2 separate regions of the Gasterosteus aculeatus genome follow, and region 2 is linked to region 1. A link is a contact called in public Hi-C data. All regions are on one chromosome and are shown on one strand. Each heading gives the region's core, a stretch centred on a gene start, on an enhancer-like site or on the middle of the called end of the contact. The rest is flanking DNA. Distances are from core to core; before and after follow the strand shown.

The links. A called contact is a pair of places that touch in the nucleus more often than the background predicts.
Region 2: a Hi-C map of tail fin shows a contact between it and region 1, with 2.8 times the contacts expected there. The contact joins two enhancer-like sites. A contact is called at or near these places in 2 of 6 Hi-C or Micro-C datasets (skeletal muscle and tail fin).

What each region holds. Positions count from the first base shown.
Region 1 is chr4:12,733,161-12,737,915 of fGasAcu3.hap1.1, reverse strand. nlgn3a (neuroligin 3a) reads left to right here. Exons shown (of 6, transcript NM_001267668.1): 6 at 1,353-2,196. The coding sequence ends at 2,196. Among protein-coding and RNA genes, the nearest start is that of pcdh20l, 16 kb to the right of the region's middle. Within about 2 kb of position 2,080, at least 3 of the 9 cell types and tissues checked have open chromatin away from gene starts, as enhancers often do.
Region 2 is chr4:12,856,159-12,860,913 of fGasAcu3.hap1.1, reverse strand. No RefSeq gene overlaps it. Among protein-coding and RNA genes, the nearest start is that of nlgn3a, 38 kb to the right of the region's middle. Within about 2 kb of position 2,338, at least 1 of the 9 cell types and tissues checked has open chromatin away from gene starts, as enhancers often do.

The sequences.
Region 1 (4,755 bases), core at 831-3,330:
CCTCTCTCCCACCTTCCCCTGAAGCATTGACCTGAAAAGAAAAAATGAAATGATAGCAGAGGAACGAACAGGAGAGAGGATGCGGGAAGAATTCTTCTGGCATGGCTTTTAATTCTCTTGGCTGTGTTTGGATTTTTTTTTAGCCGGTGCCAAAAAAACACTGTAGGCGCCATATCCCTAGACCCCGAACTGAATTTGAACTTTGCTTTCCATTGACATTGCAATCAGACCCACGAAGGGATATTGCATGACATTTAGAGAAATATAGCTCAGATCCTTGACTCCTTCCAACAATATAGTTTTAACTCCTCCGTTTCAAAATCAATTTTTGGTGTTTTCAAGGCCGCAGCGCTATTCTTTCGGTTCTTTCACAGAAAGTAATTTCATCAGTACAAAAAGCTAAACCAATGAGCCGCAGAACTCCCACTCCTGACATTGCAAGGCAACATGGAGTTGTGTGATTGAGGGCCACTGCTATATGTTAATTCATTCAATAAATCAATAGCTTCGCTGTAATTGAAATGGTTGGCCATCCGGTGTTGAAGCCAAAACGTGTCAAAAGAACTGAAAAGTTGAACAGTGAACCCTGTGGATCAAAAGCAGTACTGCATCCGTAAAAATCCTCCCGTGCTTTCTCTCGCTCTCTCACTCATACTCACCCGCTCTCACGCATCCCTTTTGCCGCTTCGAGTCCCGCACACACACAAAAATCCTTTTATGGCAGCGCACACGCAATCCTCTGCAGTTCCCTCTTAGTGTCTTGATTAATATGGTCCACTTTACATCAGTACACGGGATGCCAATGCACACTGTGCCTTCCCTAAGCAATTAGCAGAGGGGCTCCACCAGCGTTGGATTATCAACAACAAGATGCCTCCTGACGCGAGCCCTAAAGCCTGCTGACTTATTCATATGTGTTTACTTTAAAAGCCTCTGCCCTGTTTTTTTTTGTGGCTGGGCTTCATCAGAACTGAATTTAGAACAACATCTGGGGTGAGAGGGATGGGGGAGGATGAGACAGACATTGAGACACATAATGCCCTCACAAAGACAAAAAAAAAGTGGATCGGTGGAAAAAAATGAAATCAGCGTCTGTTGATGCAGAAAGCAGAAAGTGTATCGCACAAACCACGATCGATCAACACTGTACCCGTAGCGTGTCGCTGCTGTGCTTTTGCCGTCCAAGCATGATGAATTTTCCACTGATGGCTGAGACAAAATGTAAGCTTTGACGGATTACTGTTCGGGTTTTTTTTTTTTCTTTCTTGCGCTTCATATACTGTATAATAATGAAACGTACCGTCAGAATCTCATTTAACACTTTATCACATCTGTCAACTGTCTTTCCGTAGGGATCCCAACAAGCCAGTACCACAGGACACCAAGTTCATCCACACCAAGGCCAACCGCTTTGAGGAGGTGGCCTGGTCCAAGTACAACCCCCAAGACCAGCTCTACCTGCATATCGGCCTGAAGCCACGCGTGCGGGACCACTACCGCGCCACCAAAGTGGCCTTCTGGAAACACCTAGTGCCCCACCTGTACAACCTCCACGACATGTTCCACTACACCTCCACCACCACCAAAGTGCCCCCGCCGGAGACAACCCAGAACACCTTGTCCACCAAGAAAACTTGGCCGTTCAACACCAAGCGGCCTCCCATGTCCCCGGCCTACAACAGCGAGGACAAGGACTCCTGGGGTGACGACGAGGAGACGGGGCCGCTACTGGTGGAGAACCAGCGGGATTACTCCACAGAGCTCAGCGTCACGATTGCTGTGGGAGCCTCGCTGCTGTTCCTCAACGTGCTGGCTTTCGCAGCCCTCTACTACCGGAAGGACAAGCGGCGGCAGGACTCCGGTCACGGGCAGCCCAGCCCGCAACGCCAGACCACCTCCAACGACATTGGCCACCACGCGCCCGAGGAGGAGATCATGTCGCTGCAGATGAACCAGACGCACCATGAGTGCGAGGCGGGGAACAGCAACGAGGGGGCACTGCGCTTGGCCTCGCTGCCCGACTACACGCTCACCCTGCGGCGCTCTCCGGACGACATCCCCCTCATGACGCCCAATACCATCACGATGATCCCCAATTCCCTGGTGGGCATGCCCAACCTGCACCCCTACAACACCTTCACCACCGGCTTCAACTCCACCGGCCTGCCGCACTCCCACTCAACCACCCGCGTATAGCTTTAAGGAGGCCACGGGCAGCCGGCACAGGCGGTGGAGGAGGAGGCAGCTGTGGGGCGGGGGTCGTGGTGGTGGTGGAGGAGGAGGAGGAGGAGGAAGAGGAGGAGGAGAAACAGGACGAACGAACGGAGGGGAGGATTGTGTTTTATAAATATCACAGAGAGGGGGAGGGGCGGGGGAAGGGCACGAGTCGGATTAAAACGTGAAGAGATTTAACTAGACTTTTACTACGAGGAGAGTAGCTGAGAGCTCTCTAGGGATGTCAAGTTGTGCAGAGCTGCCAAAATCAAACTGCTTCCCTTCTCCTGATCAGGGGAGGGGCTCTTTCTGCAGTGTTTTTTTTCTAAAATAATCATTTTAAAAGCCTTTTTAAGCTGACTAAAGGAGATATCAACACTTATCTCGAATTCATAACAAAAACAAAGAGAAGTGCTTTTTATTTCCCATCCCTTCCTCCTGCGGGAGACACATCTTGAACAATGGCCTCTACGTCAATATTCGCAAATGTTTTTAATTGCTTCTTTGTTTTCTGTTTCGATGCCTTACGAAGCTTGTTCTTTTTTGTCATTATTTCTATTCCCTGAGACTATTCCAAGTGGAGTGCGTTAGAAACCGATACGACTCAAGGAAGAAAGACTGAATCCAGGACGGGAACCAAGAGGAAATGCAGATGTAGAGATTTTAAATACATTTTGAGCAACTCATTTTATTCTCTCTGTTGCGTAACAACACGACAGCCACACAAATGGTGTTATCCTTCTTTTTATCTCGTAAATGATTTGTCGGGGACAGCTCTTGCCGGGAGATGAGAAGGCAGAGATAAATACTATGTTACTGTGATTGTTTTGTTAAGAAAAAAAGTGCATCTTTTACGGCCCATTTATCTGTTAAGCTATCTGATATCTCCACAGAGAGTGCACACGTACACACGCTGCTTAGACTACCTGTGTGGTTGCGTGCATGTGAAAATGAGTTCTCCTTCCTTGCGCGCAAGCGTGGTTAAAACGGCAAGATAAAGGAAGAGACTCATTGTCGCAACTTGCAAAAGCCACAGTGGCAAGCGAGTGTGTGTATGAGTGGGAGATTGTACGCGTGAGTGTGTGTGTGTGTGTGTGTTTGCGTGTGTGAGTGAGAGATTGTATGTGTGTGCGCGCGACTGTGGTTGCACCTGTTTTTTGTTTGTAGGCTGTATAATGTGTGTTTTTTTGGGAGGGGTCCGAATACTTTCTCATGTCGTTGATTTTTGTTTGCCACCAGTAGTGTTTCTGCTGCGTCTCTGGGTGTATGTCTTTCGCGAAATAGCACTTTGGTTATTTTCAAAGTTATATATGTCTAATTTTGCTTAAAGGTTATAAAATAAATATATAATTTTACGTGTAAGAGAAAAAAATAGCTAAAGATTCAACTGAACTAACTGACATGATTCCATTGAATTTGTAAGAGTTTCTCTTCAAAAGCAGACAGTGGCCTGTTTGCACTGAATAAACCTCCATCAGTGCACACTTGTATTTCTTTGAATATAATATATAAATATGGGCATACATACATATATGTATAGGGCTCCCACAAAAAAAACAATGTTCAGACTGCAAAGCACCAACACAAATAAATTCTATGTATTCTTGTTGTCATTTGAAACATTCTAAGCCAAGATTTTTCTAGGTGTCTTTGCAAGAGCCCTATATGTATATTCATGTATAACATATTTAATATTTATTTATGTATACCAGATGCATACATGCTGATTGTGCCATGTGCCAAATTAAAACTGTAAAAAATGAATAATATAAAGTTTTACAAAACTTTTTTCTGTTCTTGATCAAAGTTCTTTTCCTCCCTTTTAGGACTTTTTATTATTTTCATTTTGAATGAGTTAAAAAGAAACATTCTTGCAGCAAGTGCAAGTCACCCCCCTAGGACTTCCTCTCATCCTCCCCCTCCCTCACTCCTCTTCACTTGCCAAAACCTTTGAGAAAAACAGGCTTGGGGCCTATCAACACGCATAACTCCAGATTTTACTGTAATTCATGCAAAGTAGGGCTGCAGCAATGGGAGATTGTGAAAAGATTGCCTTGATGTACTCATCTTGCATCTTATTATATTTTATTCTTGGGGAGAAAACTGGAGTTATTGATTCTGCTATAAAGCAGACAGTTTTCAGTGCAGCATTGGGACCTGACTGGTGATCCTACATCAGTGTTTATAATTCTTAGATAGCTCATGAACATAGAACTCAAGTATTTCACAACAACTCCTGTAGTATTTACTGATTGGAGATGCAGCAGAGCGAGGTTTAGTCTGGTATGCTCACCACCAATGTATCTCCCACTCGCAGAAAGAGAAATGATTATGTGAGGGACATTTCTTGGAGACTGATCTGTATAAGTCAACTCTTTTTGCTCGTGTATGCCCCCCCCTAAATCAGCTTCAGCTGAGCATCAGCCGTTAAGAAAGAAATTTAGTAGTTAAGTAGCTAGTTTGTACCTGCAGCTGCCTCCCACACACAGAAACATGTGACGATGTGCCTGGGTGCGCTCGTGTAGGGCGAAGCCTGTGCAA
Region 2 (4,755 bases), core at 1,089-3,588, 120 kb before region 1:
TGGTAGTACACTAGGCTGCATTCACTGCACATGTTTCATCATAAATACTCTATTTTCCCGTTTCAACGTCTATGGAGAAAAGGCTGCAGTTTAGTAGGACTTCCTTTCTTTTTAGGAAGGTTCCTGATTGAGTGAAATTACCCAGAAGAGTCAGTCGCCGCCATGATAAGAGCTGTTCTCTAAAAGCTAAAGAAAGTACCTTTATTCATTCCTTTGGCAAAGTAAACACTCAACATTCCTCTGTGAAAGGAAAATATATCATTTTGCCACAAAAAAAATTCCCTAGACAGCTTTTTGAATTATTTTCATAAACTAATGGGATTCATGTTGATCTACTCACCAAATAAACTCTACAAATATCGTTCATATACACTGCTTGGAGTTGTGTTTTAGCTTTTTGCGATACTTCATCGGTGTAAGTTTGTCACACGGTTGCGTTGTCGTTGATGAAAGTGCAGGACAGATTCCCAAAGCACCACGCTTCTCTTTTAATACCTCCTCAGGAGCTGTCCAACACAACTTTCCCCGACCCCATGACGTTTTCCATAAAGGTCAAGGAAAACATCTTGGAAAGGTCATTATTGGGGCTTTTTGACCGCAGAGACGTGCTTCAGGGCTGCAAAGACTGTGAGAATGTTCCACCCGTCTGTTGGTCCTTTCTGCAAACATTGCCGAAGGGAAATAATTGGAATTCATTGTGTTGTGCCGTTAAACAAAGAGCTACCAGGGGAAGCCAAAAGGTGAAATAAATAGGTAAACAAAGAGGTCAGTATACTTGTTAAGCCCGGCGTGTTACATTTATACATAAACAACACATTAAGATTGTACATAAAACAAGTGAAATCGCAGGAATGCAAGCAGAACCTTTATTACACATTTGGTTTATTCATCCAGCAATTGAGTTATGCTTATAAAAGCTGTTGACAATTACAGGTAAGCTGATTATTTTACAATTACCTCTCGTCTCGGGAGGCAAGAGCTTGAAAGACGGTGAAATCAGGAAGTAAAAGAACCAAAAATAAAAGCCCATAATTGTAGATAACATGTTTTGGGGCCAGGTTAACATGATTAGTTATTTCCAAGAGCTGTCCCATTCACATTCCCGCACTCACAGCTCTGCGACGTTCAGTGCTGAAGGCCGCTGAAGTTTAAATTCAAACAATTAAGAATATTCACTTGGCTAGCCAATATTGTTTTCAATAGCAGCTGCAAGACAAACTTTACCTGTAGCCACTTTCAGCCTCTCATCAGAACAGACTTTATTACGTTGAGGTGATGAAATATAGAGGAATGGCAGCTAAATCTGGGGTTACGACTATTAAAGTGATCGATGCCATTTAAGTGAAACGTGACATCCGTCCAATGAGCAGGCTGCTGCTGTCGAGTGCTGCTTATGGTCAGTAGGGGGTGCTGTCTACTCACGAGTGAAACTGAGGCTTACGGCGAATGACAAAATAATACTCATTAATCTTCATGAGGGATCCACTAAGAAGGATGCACCACTGGATAATGAATATCCATATTTATGAGTTTTCTCACCCATGATTTAGATAATCCGAGCACATGCAAGTTCTGTATTTCCCTGCAGCCCGTTTGCCTTAATTTCCAGGAAGCTTCTCTAGGTCACCCACAGCACGGCGCTCCCACCATTCGACCTTTAACCCTGGTAATTTCCCAGGGGTCTCTGCGGCACGGAGAAGCGTATAGAAAATGGTAATTACTGCTGATACACACTCCACACATTATGTTAACCAGACGAACCGTAATTAACATACTACAGAAATAGTGGCATGTGATAGCTGGTGTGGTGCAGCATTGCAGTATTTTTTATTATACGAGCTAAACTATGTGAGAGATTGACGGGTAGTGCATCAGATGATTTTTAACTGAATGGGAATTTTATTTTTTTTAGAGAGTTTTGGGATGATTAGAGAAAGCCTGTTTTAATTGCAGCACTTTGGTATCTCCTCGTACGGCTTTGATGTTTCGTCGACCTTAGACAAAAGCACACATGGAATCCCCGCCTTGCTTTAACTCATGTTTGAAATACCATTCAGTAAATCATTATGCATGAAGTCTAGGTGTGTGCAATTATCTAATTCATGTGCATAACAGCAAAACTACTTTACGTAAACTTACGAGAAGGCTGTTCCTTAATTAGTTATATTTTCCATTGCACCAATGAACATAATTTTCCATTCATTCTAGTCACTAAGACAATTTTTATACAATTAAATAAAATCCCGCCCCTGTAAGGCATTATATAAGATCTTTCCTTGAATCAAAGAATCATTTCAGTCTGCAGCAAGTGTCTTCAGTTGCCTAGCAACTCCAGTTCTGTTGCGGACTAATGCTGTCTGGTGTGTGGAGGTAAATCTGGGGGCAATCTGATTTCAAAATAGGTTGCATGTAGGCGGGGGTCAAACTTTGCTGATGCTCTTGGACAGTTCTCCCAATTTGGTGTGTGAATGTGCCTGTTTAAAAAAAAAAGAAGGTAATGGAGCTCACTAAAGGATGTGTTCTGCAATTCAAGCAAAATTAAGAGACTATATCCCAAGGACAACAAATCAGCTCTAGCATGTAGCGATGGGAAAGTAACGTCTAGCTGCTGACCGCGTAAACCAAAGCTGACGAGTTCCCCAGTGGTGAAATGAACCATGCTTGCCACCTGAGCTGCCAAGTCCCCGGGCGAGCTGTGGCTCGGTCCAAGGCATGGTCATTGGCTTTGTGGATTGCAGCCATGTCTTAACTGAGTAGTATGTATAATTACCGAGGTGGCTCTTACATTCACAAATGCAAATGCCCGTAGACGTCGTTCCCCCTCTCTCAGGTTCCGTGTCCGTTACGCTTCACTAAAACAATTCCACACTGCCTTCAGCAAATCATCTTCTCTTTCGTACTGCTCCCTCTGTTGCACTGTTCATTAAAGTTTCATGCCAGATTTTTACTTTGATAACATCTGCATATTGCATGTCATGCTGCTGAATGCAGGTAGGATCATCTGAAAGAAGTGCTTCATTCCCGGGCTTTGTAAACTGTCAAAGGCTTCTCCTGCTTCCTTTCACATCTTCACCGATGTGTCTTGTGACACGTTTTGACAGCAAGAAAATACATCTCATTGTGACGTTAAAACTCATCCATCTGACCGTCCAACCGTAAGAAAGGAGCCTCAGCGTGTTATAGAATTTCTTTAGTTTGTCATGCTACCTGTCCCATCAGGTGATGACGGGCAACGTTTTCCATGTATATCCAATCTGCGATTTACCATCTCAGAGTTGTGATGAAGACAATAACGACATGAGAAAATCTATATTCAGACTAAAAAAAATATCACTTTTTTCCCTTGTAGACCATATGTTCAGCTATTTCCGTTTTGCTTTATAATCAAAGTCTCAACTGGATTTTATTCTGGCCCTGGTTGCACCTCCCAGATCATTCTCAGGATGGTTTGGCAGGATTCAGAATAGTATTCCATTTAAACGGTCACCGGGCGTTGGCTGCTTGAACACAAAGATGCAGAACAAACCAATCCCAAAAAAAATGAAGTCGCAAAATATTTACAATAAGTGAAATGATTTGTGGGCTAAATAAAGGTGTTTGAATGAGTTTCATTGGTGCACAGCTCTCGATTCCCCAGTGTGGAGGAAAAGTGGAGCAGTATAGAAATCATTTTTAGCATCCCAACTTTTTAACAATTAGATAACACACATTGATGTTTAGCAGCACATCCGAGAGTGATGCCAGGCTGGATAAATAATTTGATGGGAAAAGTCCCAGCATTTCTTCTTTTTTGGGTCTCGCTTTTTTTTCCTACAGCTTTCTGATGCATTTGCGCTGCTCTCTTCTTGCCCCGAAAAATCACTTTGTCACATAGCGACGCATCATTTCACATGCTAAATTTTTAAAAACTGGAACTGGAAATCCTTTCTCAGCATGCAATATCCATTAGGGAGAAAATTATTCATATGATTCCCCCTGCATTATTTATCACTTAATGAAGAGAAATGTGTGCCCCTCACGCTCTCACCATTGTTGCCCGCCAATACCGAATCCCTCAGGATTTCAGGTTCGTCTTTGCAGGATCCCACTGGGCCTCCTCTGGGTAATCTAGAGTGAGAATTTGACATTTGATCACATGGTTATGGGAATTAAAGGGCCCTCATTCCTCCATCACCTTTCTACATGGAATATTCACTTCATGGAGGTCCCATGAATCTCATCTTTTGAAGTGGTTGGGCTCCGTGTTGCTTTCTTCTACAACAGTATTGTATTATTGTTGGATGGTGGGGAATATCTATTGTTTTTGGTCTGTTGGGGAGTAAGACATAAATAACTAAAACCAAACCAAAACCCACACTCACCCTCTCTCCTCTCCATCTCTCTGTGTGCGGCGATACAGTGCAGACCTCCACTTTGAAAAGTAGTGTACAAAAAAAAACACACACAAAAAGAATGTGATTCGGAAAGACAGAAAAAATATCTCAGCACCGTCGAATGCGTTCATTCTGCAGACAATTGAATCGGCGGAAAAGAAACCCGCAAAGCATCAAGCGGATACGCCCGTGTCAAACACGAACTGTCACAAAGTATTACAGTTAAGGTTGGGTTGACGGCGTATTTGGTTGTGAAGCTTCTTGTTGTTGTGTTGTGTTGTTGAGCAGATGGAGCCTTTGCAGGTGGGAGAATCGGGCTTCTGTTGTTCAGTAGAAGCAGTGAGAGGAGGAGCTGTGCTTCTGCTGCTTATACAGAGACCCT